Regions from separate parts of the Mus musculus genome. Here all the other regions are linked to region 2. Evidence: chromatin contacts called from public targeted proximity ligation data. All regions are on one chromosome and are shown on one strand. The core of a region is the stretch at or near the end of the contact, and the rest is flanking DNA. Distances in the headings are between cores, read along the strand shown.

Region 1 (4,308 bases), core at 1,431-3,930, 200 kb after region 2:
GAGAGAAAGACTACAGAAGGCCAGAAAGTTTGGGAAAAAATATTTAGGAGTGCCAATCTACTGCTCTGAGTTCAGAGGTCACCCAATTCCAGATTCATGATTTGTAGAGCAAAAGACTGTACCAGGGACTCATGTTAGAAATTGAGATAGTTTATCAAAAAAAGAAAAACATTCCTAAGAATGGAAGTGCACTAGTGAGCTATACAAAGAACCTGAAGAGTGTCCAGCCACAGAATAAAGCACCTTTTGTAGGATCATTATAGACCCAGTCTTTTTGTTTGTATCTGTTTCTCTCACTGCCCCATAACCTCACACAGTATGCTGTCCTCCTTAGATGAAGCCAAGGTGAAGAAGAGCTTAGAGTCTTCTTTTGTGTACTGGTTTCTTTCACACTGAGTATGCCCTACTTGCGTTTAATTTGCTTTTATCAAATCCAGCCCCATTCCCTCCACTATAATTCTTCCTTTCTAGTCCCTATTCTCCTGTCTAAAGGGTGTTCACAGAGTTGATTGGGCTGTTGTTTCTCGAAAACTTTCAGCTTCTGCACACCTGGCCTTTGTCTTAACCCAAGACCTGCTGCAGATGCTCTTGAACATGGAGGAAGAAGTATGTCACATAGGGAGAAGAAAGTCACATGCATAGGAGGAGAAAAGTACATAGGAGGAGAAAATAGCCAGGAATTAGATCATGAATACAGTATGCCAGATAAGCTATTTCTAAGTTTGTATAAGAAGCTTGTGAAATCCAGCAATTGCTGTTTCTACTGACCTCATGTGTGTTAATCCATAAATGCAGTGGCCTAGGAGCCTGATTTGCTTAAGGATGTATCCTCTGCATTCTACTGCTGGCACATGCCCCTTGATTGTAAGGGACAGAATATATTTCCATGTGTCATTATGCTTCTGTCATTCTGGGCTACTGTCATGGGTGCTGAACTTTATTCATGGCCAACATGTCAATGTTTGGATGTGCTAATGACAACAGGAACAAACTAATTTGGTTCCCTGTGACACGTTGGTTCAAGTAAGCCATTTGTACAGAAGGCAGATGCTCTAAGATGCAGCTGCACACATCTCTGCTCAATCTCTGCCACCTGATGATCCAAGAGGTGGCCCAGACACCACCCAGTGTGGTGTTTGATTCAACTGAGTAGCCACAGTGTAGGCACTAGTAAAGGTAACATTATGAGGTAAGGAAATGGAAGTGCTGACTATCCTGGATGACTCAATGACATTTTGATTCATTCCACAGGTTCTTGTAGTGCTACCATCAAATTCTGCTGTGACAGTGACAGCACCCCCCATGATACTTCAACCATTGCCACCATCAGAATGCCAAGGGAAAAATGTTCCAGAAAATCTATACAGGAACCAACCAGGAGAAATAGTCTAATTTTGATGTACGTGTTTTCATGTGTGAGAGTGTGTGTGTGCACATGTGTATGCATTTGGCTTTTTGTACGAATATAAGACATGCTCTAAATAAGTAAGTCAAGCATTTATTAAGTCAATAACACTTTAAAATCTTCTATTCATTGTATGTACAAGAAGAATTTAATTGGCAAAAAAAATTTTAATGTAAACTGATAAAAACCTTGGTTTAGTGAGGTGAAGTCTCCAAAGAGTGAAGAATGGAGTTCATGGGTTTTTTTTGGGGGGGGGTTGCTAAATAAATAAATTTGGCTGCTCACGATCATATACAGACACATAAACTATGTAAGACAGCAGGTGTATTACCTTACTAATAATAGCAACCAATTTTAATCCTACATGAATGTTCATCTTAATAGTATATGCCTTAATTGTTATGGTGAAAAGTTACAATAAACAAAAGTGATTGAAATCAGAGCACTTGAACCTTAAATACACACACATGCATGAACACACAAACACACACATATATGCATCTATATACATTGTATATTTATATAAGTATAGTGCATCTCACTGTACATATATAGTATATATTTTGTGTGGATATAGAGAGTATACATACACATATGTGTATATATTACATATGACCTAAAAAGTTACTTATTATTGAGGATTGAAGCTCACATATTTAAACACTTGGTTCCAAGTAGAGCCATTCTTTTTAGAGATTGCTGAATCTTTCAGATATGAGGCCTAACTTGTGAAACTAAGTCACTAAAGGTTGCCGTTGAAGGTTTCACTGTCTTCCAGTTGAATGTTCACTTTATCTTTCTGGTTAAAGGCAAAGTCCAAAGACTGCTTTTAAGCTAAATTTCCCAAAAAGAAATAAGATTGTCAGTACATTCTTAGATAAATTGATTCTAAGTATGTGTCAATGTTTATTATTCATTATAGAATAAGTCTAGATCCTGCATTAATTTGGCATAGCATGATTTAAATTATTTGCATATTTCCAAGCATCCAGGGTACATCTGCAGGTATTGATGTGTTCCAGGAGCCAAACTTAGGCCCGATGCTATTTACTAATTATCTTAAATTAACTTTTAATATAGCTATATCAAGACAGTTCTCAGAAAGAAAACATTAAAAAAAAATACCAAATGGGATTGGAGAGACGGCTTAGTAGTTCAGAGTACTTGTTGCTCTTGGAAAGGACCTGGTTTAAGTTCCCAGAACCCACATTGTGACTCACAACAATCTTAACCCAGGTTCCAGGGGATCCAATGCCCTCTGCTGACTTTCACAGACACATGCCCACAAATTATGCACATACACACATTGTACAAAAAAAACACATAAAATGCAAAAAGTACGGGGTGGGGGGACATTAAAAATATTACATAAGACAAGAACTACAAAGTAATTAATTCAAGACCAAAAAGATAATGATTGATCTGAAGCTGTTTCAAATAAAACAAAATCCACACCAAACCAAACCAAACAAACATTTTCCTCATTAATGTTCCTCAGATACCCACCCATAAAGTCAGACCAGCCCACAGCAGTGCTTCTTGTTGGCAATGGGTCACACTCACAAAGATTTCATTGATTCTCTCAGTTCTCAGTTTCCTTCCATGCAGCTCTTTCTCTGTTCTTTGTGTGCTGTTGCTTCCTTGTTCTCATCACAGGAAGTGAGTTCTCAGCTAGGGATGGGATGTCCCAGTCAGTTATGAAAGTGCTTATGCTAAGCTCTCAACCCTTTGTTCTCTGAATCTGGTCACAGCACACAGCAGTGGCCAGGCTGTATTCTCAGCTGCATCTTTCCTATTGCCCAATAAGCCACAGACATTATGAGCAAGGCTGATGGTATTATGAAATACTGCATTTTTCCCTCTCCATTTGAAGCATTTGGGGTTTTTTTAACTTCTCCCCTTATCAAGAGAATAGAATAGTAGAAAAGGTGAGAAGAGGAAGGGAAGCATTATTTTTCCCACAGCAGCAAGGTTGCATTTCCTAAAACTGTAAATAATTTATTCAATTTTCTTATCCTGTCTGCACTCTTCCTCTGAAAGCACTTAAGGAAAATAAAATTCTGACCTTCTCTCTAGAGGACAAGATGCTTAGCCCATAGTGAGGCAGTCTAAAAGACTGTTTTCTGTCTCATGTAACACAGAAAGATGACAGGAGATATTACAGCTTTAATGTCCTGATGGAGTCAGCTGTGTCCCTACAGAGGTGCCTGTGGTTCTACAGTGGACAGGAATCACTGTGGATGCTGAGTTCTAGAGGATAAAGAGTGGGCTGGCTTAACTGGGAAATTTTACACACAAGCCAGAGAGAATATATCTCAAAATAATGTTTCTGAGCAGTTCCAGAATCTACTCCTATTTTCTTGTTTTGTGTCACAATCTTATAGTCATCCTTTTTGGAAAGTCATGTAAATAGAAGTGGGCTTTTATTGAATGTTTACAACCACACACAAAAAAAAAACTGAAACAAAAGAAAAAGGAGGAAGTATGTTAAGAATTAAACCAAACTTAGATAATTCAGTAGTATTTGTCTCATTTCTTTTTAGACTCCTCAAGAGCTATAGTTGTAGTTGTACATTATATACAGCCATCATATTCACATATTCAGCTATCTATCTATCCTATCTATCTATCTATCTATCTATCTATCTATCTATCTATCTATCTATCTAACTATCTATCTATGTGTGTGTCTATCCATCTGTCTCTCTCGCATACACACACACACACGCATATATATATATATATATATATATATATATATATATGACACATAATTTTCTTTTTTTTAATTTGAAATTTTTTTATTAGGTATTTATTTCATTTAAATTTTCAATGCTATCCAAAAAGTCCCCCACACACTCCCCCACCCACTCCCACTTCTTGGCCCTGGCATTCCCCTGTAC
Region 2 (4,442 bases), core at 1,667-4,166:
TGGGGAGGGGCATCTCTGGGACTAGCTGGAAACATGGGATGGGAAAGACTATGGGGAGTCTATGGGAGAGCCTAGCTGAGATTCCTATCAGTGTGGGATATAGAGACTGAAGTAGCCACTGTTTGTAGCCAGGCAGGACTTCCAGCGGAGAGAAGGGGACATCAACCCATCCACAAAACTTTCAATCCAAAATTTGCCCTACCTAGAAGATGTACAGGAATAAAGATGACTGTAGAGTCTGAGAGAACAGTCAACCAATGACTGCTCCAACTTGAGACCTATTGTATGGGAGAGGGCCCTAACACTATTAATTATATTCAACTATGCTTGCAGACAGAAACATAGCAAAACGGTATTTAGAGACCTTAGAGACTTCATCTAGTAGCCAGTGGTAACTGAGGCAGGGTCCCACATCCAGACATCAGGCAGAGCTCAGGGATTCTTGTGGGAAAGTTAGGGATAGAATTGAGCAAGCCAGGGGGTGTCAAAGGACACCACTAGAAGATCTACATAGTCAACTAACCTGGGCCCATGGGGGTTCACAGAGATTGAACCACCAACCAAAGAGTACACAAGGACAGGACCTAGGCACCTACACATTTTGAGCTGATGTGCAGCTTGGTCATCATGTGAGTCCTCTACATTTGGAGGAGGGCTGTCTTTGACTCTGTTGTCTTCCATTGGATCCCCCTCTCCTACCTGGTTGGGCCTCAGTGGGAGAGGAAGTGTTTAGTAATATTGGGACTAGATGTCACTGGGCAGGGTCCTACCAAGAGGGGCTGTTTCCTTTTTCTGAGGAAAAGGGGAGGAGGTAGTGAGAGGAAGGATATGTAAAGGGGGGAATGGGACAAGATGAGGGAGCTGTGATCAGGATGTAAAGTGAATAAAAAATTTAATCAAAAAATGTGCTTTAAGAACATGAGACTAATTAACCAGTTAATTATGATAGTGACAAAAGTAGTTATAACTCTAATTTCAAAGAGTGGTTTTGGTTTCTTCTACATTTATTCTACCCTGTACTCTTGGTAGAGATAAGGGAATCTTCTAGATTTTGTCTCTTATTTACCCATGTTCCCTTTCCCTTCTTTAATGTTCTTATGACATAGGTGCTAGCAACTGACCTCTGATATTCTGTAAGAGCAGCGACTGCCCTTAACCACTGAGCAGTCTCTCTAGTCCTAAATGTATTTGATCATATCTACTCCCCACTCCATCCCTCCATCTCATCCTCAGGCCCTTCCCAACACATCTCCCTTCATTTTCATGTATTTTTTTAAAAATCCATCGTTTAATATTAGAGAATATGACCTTATAGCTCTTTGAAAGCTAGCCAATAGGGATGAAGCTCCCAGGTCACTAGCAGCTTGATTCAGTCATGTTGGATGGCTCCTGTGTTGTGTCTTCAGTGATAGGGTCTTACTCTCAAGTGTCAAAGTAATCAAGAGCAATGATGAGAGCGTGCTGACATTCGTAAAGGTGTAGCCATCTACTGGGGCATGAAAAACTATCAGTGGACAGCCACCAAAGAAAACGTTTTGTCCTTCCCCCAGGAGCTATGAATTGCCACTAGTTCCTCAGCTAGGGATGGGGCTCAGCAGGGCTCTCTACTGTATGCTAGAAATTTTAACCTGCTTGAACTCCTGCAAGTCCTAAAGACATAACTACAGATTCTGTGATTTAATGTGTATAACAGCTATATGCTGTCTAGAGCACTGCATTCCACAGCACTTCCGGGCCATTTCTTATCCTGAGGTTTAAGATATTTCATCCAGGCTATCAAATCTGTGTGCTAAGCACATGCTGGGAAAGTATGAGCATCTGAATTTGGATCCCCAGAACCTGTGCAAAAATGGAGGTGACCCATCTGTAATCTCAGTCCTTCCTGCTGTGAAATAGGAAGAGAGATAGAAGAGAGATAGGAAGGAGGCAGAAGACATGGAGACTTGGGTCAGCTAACCTGAAATCTATATAGCAGGAAACCAAAAATCCTGTCTCAAGAAAAGTAGAAAGTGAGGACCAATGTCTGAGGTTGTCCTTTGACCTTCACACATATTGTGGCATGTGCATGTACAAATGTATTAACATGAACACAAACGCAGACATGTACCACACATACATTTGCAAAGATAAAAAGAAAAAGAAATTTCTAGTAGTTAAATTCATTATATAAGTTTAATTTTAAAAAGCCTTCTAGAAGTAAATTAAACATTATGAGTTGATTTTTAAAATGGCTAAAATATTTACATGAATAAGAGAATCATATTTGAACTTTCCCACAAATTCAGGATATAACTTGAGTTTAAAATATTAGGCTTGACCAACAATTAATTGTCGATTACTCATTAGAACACAGATTTCTAATGATTAGGTAAGAATCAGAGAAGTCACTCAAGGGTGGCAGGTTCCATTCATCTGTAGACAGATAAGGAGAAGGATGTTTAGAGTTTTAGCTTGATTTGCCTCACATTTGTAACAAGAGCTTACGTTTGAAGACTACAGATGGGGACCCACTTTGGGACAGGGTGTACAAATATGTATCTATCAGTATCAACACAAATAATAGCTTTTATTGTATGTTCTGCTCTGGACACTCTACTGAATGCGTTATTGTACAATTTCATGCCAAACAAGTAGGACAAGCTACCATCACCGTGTAGTGAAGACTCTTATGCCTTCAATGTGTCAGATATCAAAGCCAGCGTTGAGAAATAATCTTCTCCGGAAGAGCATAGGCGGGAGCCAAACCACTTTGCTTTTCTGATCTCATTTTAACTTCCTTTACCTGACCACAAAATTGGGTGTTTTGAATCTGTGACTTCATATTGAATTCTTTCCTAGGAACTGGGAGGGCTGTGAGGGTCACCCGCCGTGCTACTCAGGTTCTGACAGGTGGGTACCACCCAGGAAGCCTTTGTTCAATGCTTTGAAATATTTGCTCACTTTCTGTAATCATCTTCATACTTGGTTTTCAAGTGTCATCTGTGAAATGGCACTCTTTCCTTTTGATCTGGCACAGCTACACCAATTGCTTGATCCTCTTAGCTTTATTTATGTAGTTTCTCTGCCTTATCAGAAACCTGGAAAAAGATCTCCACAAGAGGTTTTTTTTTGTTGTTGTTTGTTTGTTTATGTTTTTGTTTTTCTGGTTTCACCATGGTTACTTCAGGCACGTTTATTATGTATATTTCACATCCTTTCCTAATGGTATTCCTCTGAGATGCTTTATAAATATTTTGGTATTTAAACAAAAGTCTCTATTCAATTCTTAAACAATCAAATGAACATTTTAACTTAAATACACACACACTTTGTTTATAAAATGTTTTACTAGCTATCTTGCTGAATTTCTAATAGCTTTAATTAGTTTTCATTTACTAATTTTTAGCAGTTTGCCATGTATATTTATTCATGTTTAAATAATAGTAATTTAAAGAAGTTAGTTCAAACCTTTTCTTTAATGTTTGCAGAATAGTACCATGGGATATCTCCATTTATACACTGATTTTAATTTTAATAAAGCACATCTACCATTTATCATTAATTATTTAATTATGATACAGGTTTTCAGATCAAGACATATGCCAACACAGCATGACTAATGTTATTCTCCATCGTTGTTTATATGAAGAGTAATTTAGAATAACAGTGAGAGATTATTATTATTTAATCTTTTTTACAGGCCAGTCTTTATTCCTCTCCTAGTCCACCCTCTGACTGTTCCTCATCCCATTCCTCCTCCCACCATCTCCAAGAGGATGTTCCCCTACATCTCACCAGACCTCTCCCCTCCCTGGCGCCTCTCAGGGTTAAGCACATCTTCTCACACTGAGCAGCCAACCCTCATAACCACTGAGCCAACCTTTCAAGTCCCAGCCTTCATTTTATAAATTCCTGTCATATTTTCCGTTAAAAGCATTTATCCATTTACAGTTGCCCACTTTCCATCACTATGGCAAATAGTCGTGACAATTAACGTATAAAGATTTTGCAGTCATCCTCTTCTCTTATTCTTTTTCAGTTTTTCTGCTCCCTGTTTTACAGTGACCCCTGAATCTTGGAAGAAGGGGGTATGACAGATGTCCCATTTAGAGCTTGGAAGCCTTCAGTTCCTTATCATTTGCATTCTGATCAGCTCTTGGTCTCTGTGTTAACCTCTATTTAGGGCAAAAGGAAGCTTCTCTAATAAGGGTTGAGAGATGAACTTTACTCTCATTGGTGTGTTAAACTATAGATATAAGGAGAATGAGAACACAAAGGTGGGTGGGTAAAGAGGGAGTGGGTCTGGGAGAAGTGAGAGTAGGGGTAGATATGATCAAAATACACTGTATGAAACTAGGATGAAGACCAAAGTGTGGACACTGTGCTCCTTCTTAGAATTGGGAACAAAACACCCATGGAAGGAGTTACAGAGACAAAGTTTGGAGCTGTGACAAAAGGATGGA
Region 3 (4,466 bases), core at 1,243-3,742, 250 kb before region 2:
ATAATACCATAATAATAACTTTTGGTATTTACTTCGGCAAGTTCTCTGGCCCTTCCCAACAATTATATGACTTCTAGGATTTCGTAGCAATTTCCAAACTAGTGTTCTTCTATCCATACGTATTTTAGAGCAATTTCATTGTGTGCCATTTGTAATATTTTTTTCAGTTCTATCTAACACTATTATTGAGTTATTATTAAAATTGGTACTTACATTTGACCAAATGTATTCAGTTCCTATTGATTCAAAAATTGGAAATTCATATCCAAGTAGAATTAAACCAAATATAGCCACGAAGATACTTATGATGTTTGTTATAATTGCAAACATATGCTGCAATAGATTAAAAAAATAAAAAGAAGTCATGGATAGAATAAACAGATTTAGAGCACTATTTACTGTGTGTGTATACATGGGGATTCTCTATCTTTCATCTCACCCTAGACATAGTAGGATTGCAGGTGTGGTCCTGTGTCTGACTTGCATTAGTTCTGGGAATTTTAGTTCAGGTCTTCATGATTGTGCAATGACCATTCTACCTACTTAGCCATCTCTCTAACTCTCTTGTCCGAAAAACAACTTGTAAAATCTAACATTTTGTAAGTGTATTAAGTGTGGTTACTATCAAAACTTCACTCCAAACTTGTCTAGAAGTTAGTAGCATAAAAAGTTTTTATTTTACAACACGTTTCACAGTACACGTGCTCGTCAGGATGTCATTATATACAGTGTCTGTAATGTGCTAAGCGTCAGAAGGTTACAACAGGGACTGGATAGATGACTCAGTGGTTAAAAGCATTGACTGCTCTTCCAGAGGATCCAGGATCAATTCTCAGTACCCACACAGCAGCTCACAACTGTCTGTAACTCCAGTGCCAGGGGATCTGGTGCCCTCTTCTGAGGACACTATATTCACATGATGCACAGATACATATGCAGACAAACCACCTCCATACACAAAAAAGAAACCTTAGAGTAATGATAATGGGGGAGAAAAGTTATATTCTGTTTGTTATGTAATGAATTTTAATAAATGCCATGATATCAACAGGTTTCAAGTTCAGGAATTTTCAGGCTTATTTGTGCCACTTCAGTATTTAAGTCCCAGTTTCCCTTGAAAAGCCACCAAACTCTTTTAAGGGACCCGAAGGACACTGTATGGACTATGAAGGAAGGTGTCTCATTGAGGAGGAGCTGAACCATGAGTTGTGGTCATGGGAAGAGGGAGTGATTTAACAGCAAATCAAAGCAAAGGACTTAAAGGGACACAGGAATTTCAAGTTGCGTAGCAGGAAGTTCTCTTCCTATTTTAAAGACTTTCTTCATTCATTTATTTCTTCTCCCATTTTCATGCTCGCATAAACAAGCATGTGTGTGTGTGTGTGTGTGTATACATACATGTACTTGTGCATGAATGTGTGCATGAGAAGGCCTGAGGTCCATCTTATTCACTGAGGCAGAGTCTCCCAGTCAAGCCCAGAATCCACTGATCTGGTTAGTCTTACTATCCAGCTTGTTTTGGGGATCCACTGCCTTCTGAGGATGCAATGGCAGGTGACCTTTATATGTGTTTCAGATATCTGGACTCTGCTCTCATGTTAGTTCAGCAAAGGGCTTTAACAAACCACCAAGTCATCTCCTTTGTGCCTTCCTTGTCAGTTTAAGTTTTAGTGAAATTAGTTTTAATTTTAAGCGTCTGCTATGAAAACCAGGAGGAAATCCCACTCTGTTCGATCCATGGGCGGCCATGGCTGGCCCAATGAAGCACTTCTTCTAAGGATGAAGAATCTAAATCCTATCGGGTGTGCCAGTGCACATCTTTAAACCCAGCACTGGGGAGGCTGAGGCAGGCAGATCTCTGAGTTCGAGGCCATCCTGGTCTGTAAGAGAATTTCAGGACAGCCATAGCTACACAGAGAAACCCTGTCTCAAAAAGCCAAACCAAACCAAACCAAACCAAACCAAACCAAACCAAACCAAACCAAACCAAACCAAACCAAACCAAACCATCTCTAAATCCTAACAGGCATCTATTATATTTACTCACTCCTTCCACTAAGAAGATATTTATAAAAAGTAGTAAGCTTATGTGAATATAAAAACACTGGAATGATGCCAGCTGCTTCCAGAGAAGGGACCAGGCTGGCTTTGCATAGAAAAGAAACGTAGGCTTTGCTCCTTAAGGTAGTATGGAGAGGAAGGGGGCTGGCAGAGGTGTTTAGGTTTACCAAAGGCTGCAGACTGTGGCTTGGAAATGACACTTAGACTCTATACACAACCATGCTTCAGGAAAAAGAAGCAACATGCTTGGTGAATTTTTTGAAAACCAGCCAAGGGGCCATATTTACTTCTATCTGCTACCATGGCTGTGCCACAACAAAACCAGCCTTCACACAGAAACAGAAACTGAATATGAGCTGGCACTGAGTCAGGAACTAGCAAAATCTCAAGAGGACTGTCAAGGTTTTGAGGTCAACTGTGTTAGTTACTGCTCTGGAAGTGCAACGCCAGATATTTAGCTCTGTGTACACATGCTTGCACAATACTTTGGGGTTACGAGCTTAGAACAAAGACTCGGAAGGAACATGATGTTAACAGTGACTGCTTAGGTGGTGGTAAAAAGGCAAGGAAACCAGACTCTGGTTCCCCACAATCATAGTTGGCAAACTTCTTCTCAGCAAAGTGGCCTCTGCTCTTTGGGGAAAAAAAACTTTAGCTGAAAGAGAGAGCAAAGTTTGTTTTAGACTTTCTCCGTGAAGTTCTGGCTGTTCTGGAACGTGGTCTGTAGAATAGAGTGGCCTTAAACCCACAGAGATCTGCCTACCACTGCCTCCTAAGTGTTGGGTTTACAGGCGTGTGAACGAAGTTTTTAGCTTGCTAGTGTTCTCCGTGTTTGCTCAGGTTAGTAAAGTACTTTGCTCAGGGTTGCACAGCTAACATGGGAACCTTCAGAACCAGAATCCATGTATGTGAGCTTCCAGAGTTGTGACTAACCATGATGGGCGAGCAGAAGTGGGCAGGGCACTGTGCCCCACTGGGGTGTTCTGATTGCTGCTGCTGCTTCTTCTTCTTCTTCTTCTTCTTCTTCTTCTTCTTCTTCTTCTTCTTCTTCTTCTTCTTCTTCTTCTTCTTCTTTTCTTCTTCTTCTTCTTCTTCTTCTTCTTCTTCTTCTTCTTCTTCTTCTTCTTCTTCTTCTTCTTCTTCTTCTTCTTCTTCTTCTTCTTCCTTCTTCCTTCTTCTTCTTCTTCTTCTTCTTCTTCTTCTTCTTCTTTTCTTCTTCTTCTTCTTCTTCTTCTTCTTCTTCTTCTTCTTCTTCTTCTTTCTTCTTCTTCTTCTTCTTCTTCTTCTTCTTCTTCTTCTTCCTTCTTCTTCTTCTTCTTCTTCTTCTTCTTCTTCTTCTTCTTCTTTTCTTCTTCTTCTTCTTTTCTTCTTCTTCTTCTTCTTCTTCTTCTTCTTCTTCTTCTTCTTCTTCTTCTTCTTCTTCTTCTTCTTCTTTTCTTCTTCTTCTTCTTCTTCTTCTTCTTCTTCTTCTTCTTCTTCTTTTTCTTCTTCTTCTCCTTCTCCTTCTTTCTACTTCTCCTTCTCCTCCTCCTCCTTCTTCTTCTCCTCCTCCTCCTCCTCTTCTTCTTCTTCTTCTTCTTCTTCTTCTTCTTCTTCTTCTTCTTCTTCTTCTTCTTCTTCTTCTTCTTCTTCTTCTTTTCTTCTTCTTCCTTCTTCTTCTTCTTCTTTTCTTCTTCTTCTCTTCTTCTTCTTCTTCCTTCTTCTTCTTCTTCTTCTTCTTCTTCTTTTTCTTCTTCTCCTTCTCCTTCTTTCTCCTTCTCCTTCTCCTCCTCCTCCTCCTCCTCCTCCTCCTCCTCCTTCTTCTTCTTCTTCTTCTTCTTTTTCTTCTTCTTCTCCTTCTCCTCCTCCTTCTTCTTTTCTTCTTCTTCTTCTTCTTCTTCTTCTTCTTCTTCTTCTTCTTCTTCTTCTTCTTCTTCTTCCTCTTCTTCTCCTTCTTCTTTTGTATTCTGATGATGTTCTATAGACCCACAGATGATAGTTCTCTTTCCATGGGTTATTTTTTCTCACCCTCTTTATTAACAGTCATATGTCATGTCCTCTCCCCTCCCCACTTTTCTTTGTCAACTTGACACCAGCTAGAATTATCTGGGGGAAAGAATCTCAAGTGAAAAATATGCTTTTGTCACATTTTCTGTAGGCAAGTCTCTGGATTAATGATTGATGTGGGTAGGACCAGATCACTTAAGGACAGGTAGTGCCACCCCTGAGCAGGTGGTCCTGGGTTGTATAAGGAAGTGGGCTGAGAAAATCACAAGAGACAAGCCAGTTAGCAGCATTCCTCCATGGTCTCTGCTTCAGTTCCTGCCTCTAGCTTCTTGTCTTGAGTTCTTCCACTGATAGAGTGTGTCCTAAAGAGTATAAGATGAAATAAACCCTTTCCTCTCCATGCTGCTTTTAGTCATGAT

Evidence for each region.
Region 1: a targeted proximity ligation map of bone marrow-derived macrophages shows a contact between it and region 2, with 6 times the contacts expected there. A contact is called at or near these places in 1 of 484 Hi-C or Micro-C datasets (bone marrow-derived macrophages), 7 of 130 datasets of targeted methods (CD8 T cells, the SCID.adh cell line, T-cell acute lymphoblastic leukemia and 3 more) and 1 of 9 other capture datasets (bone marrow-derived macrophages).
Region 3: a contact with region 2 is called in a targeted proximity ligation map of memory CD8 T cells, with 78 read pairs. A contact is called at or near these places in 3 of 484 Hi-C or Micro-C datasets (bone marrow-derived macrophages and macrophages), 4 of 130 datasets of targeted methods (CD8 T cells, bone marrow-derived dendritic cells and memory CD8 T cells) and 1 of 9 other capture datasets (bone marrow-derived macrophages).

Annotation. Positions count from the first base shown.
Region 1 is chr19:11,556,626-11,560,933 of GRCm38.p6, forward strand. It overlaps Ms4a4d (membrane-spanning 4-domains, subfamily A, member 4D), which reads left to right. Exons shown (of 7, transcript NM_025658.5): 7 at 1,252-1,841. The coding sequence ends at 1,392. Among named protein-coding and RNA genes, the nearest start is that of Ms4a4d, 22 kb to the left of the region's middle.
Region 2 is chr19:11,353,140-11,357,581 of GRCm38.p6, forward strand. No RefSeq gene overlaps it. Among named protein-coding and RNA genes, the nearest start is that of Ms4a7, 19 kb to the left of the region's middle.
Region 3 is chr19:11,105,464-11,109,929 of GRCm38.p6, forward strand. It overlaps Ms4a20 (membrane-spanning 4-domains, subfamily A, member 20), which reads right to left. Exons shown (of 7, transcript NM_027058.1): 5 at 214-333. Among named protein-coding and RNA genes, the nearest start is that of Ms4a20, 23 kb to the right of the region's middle.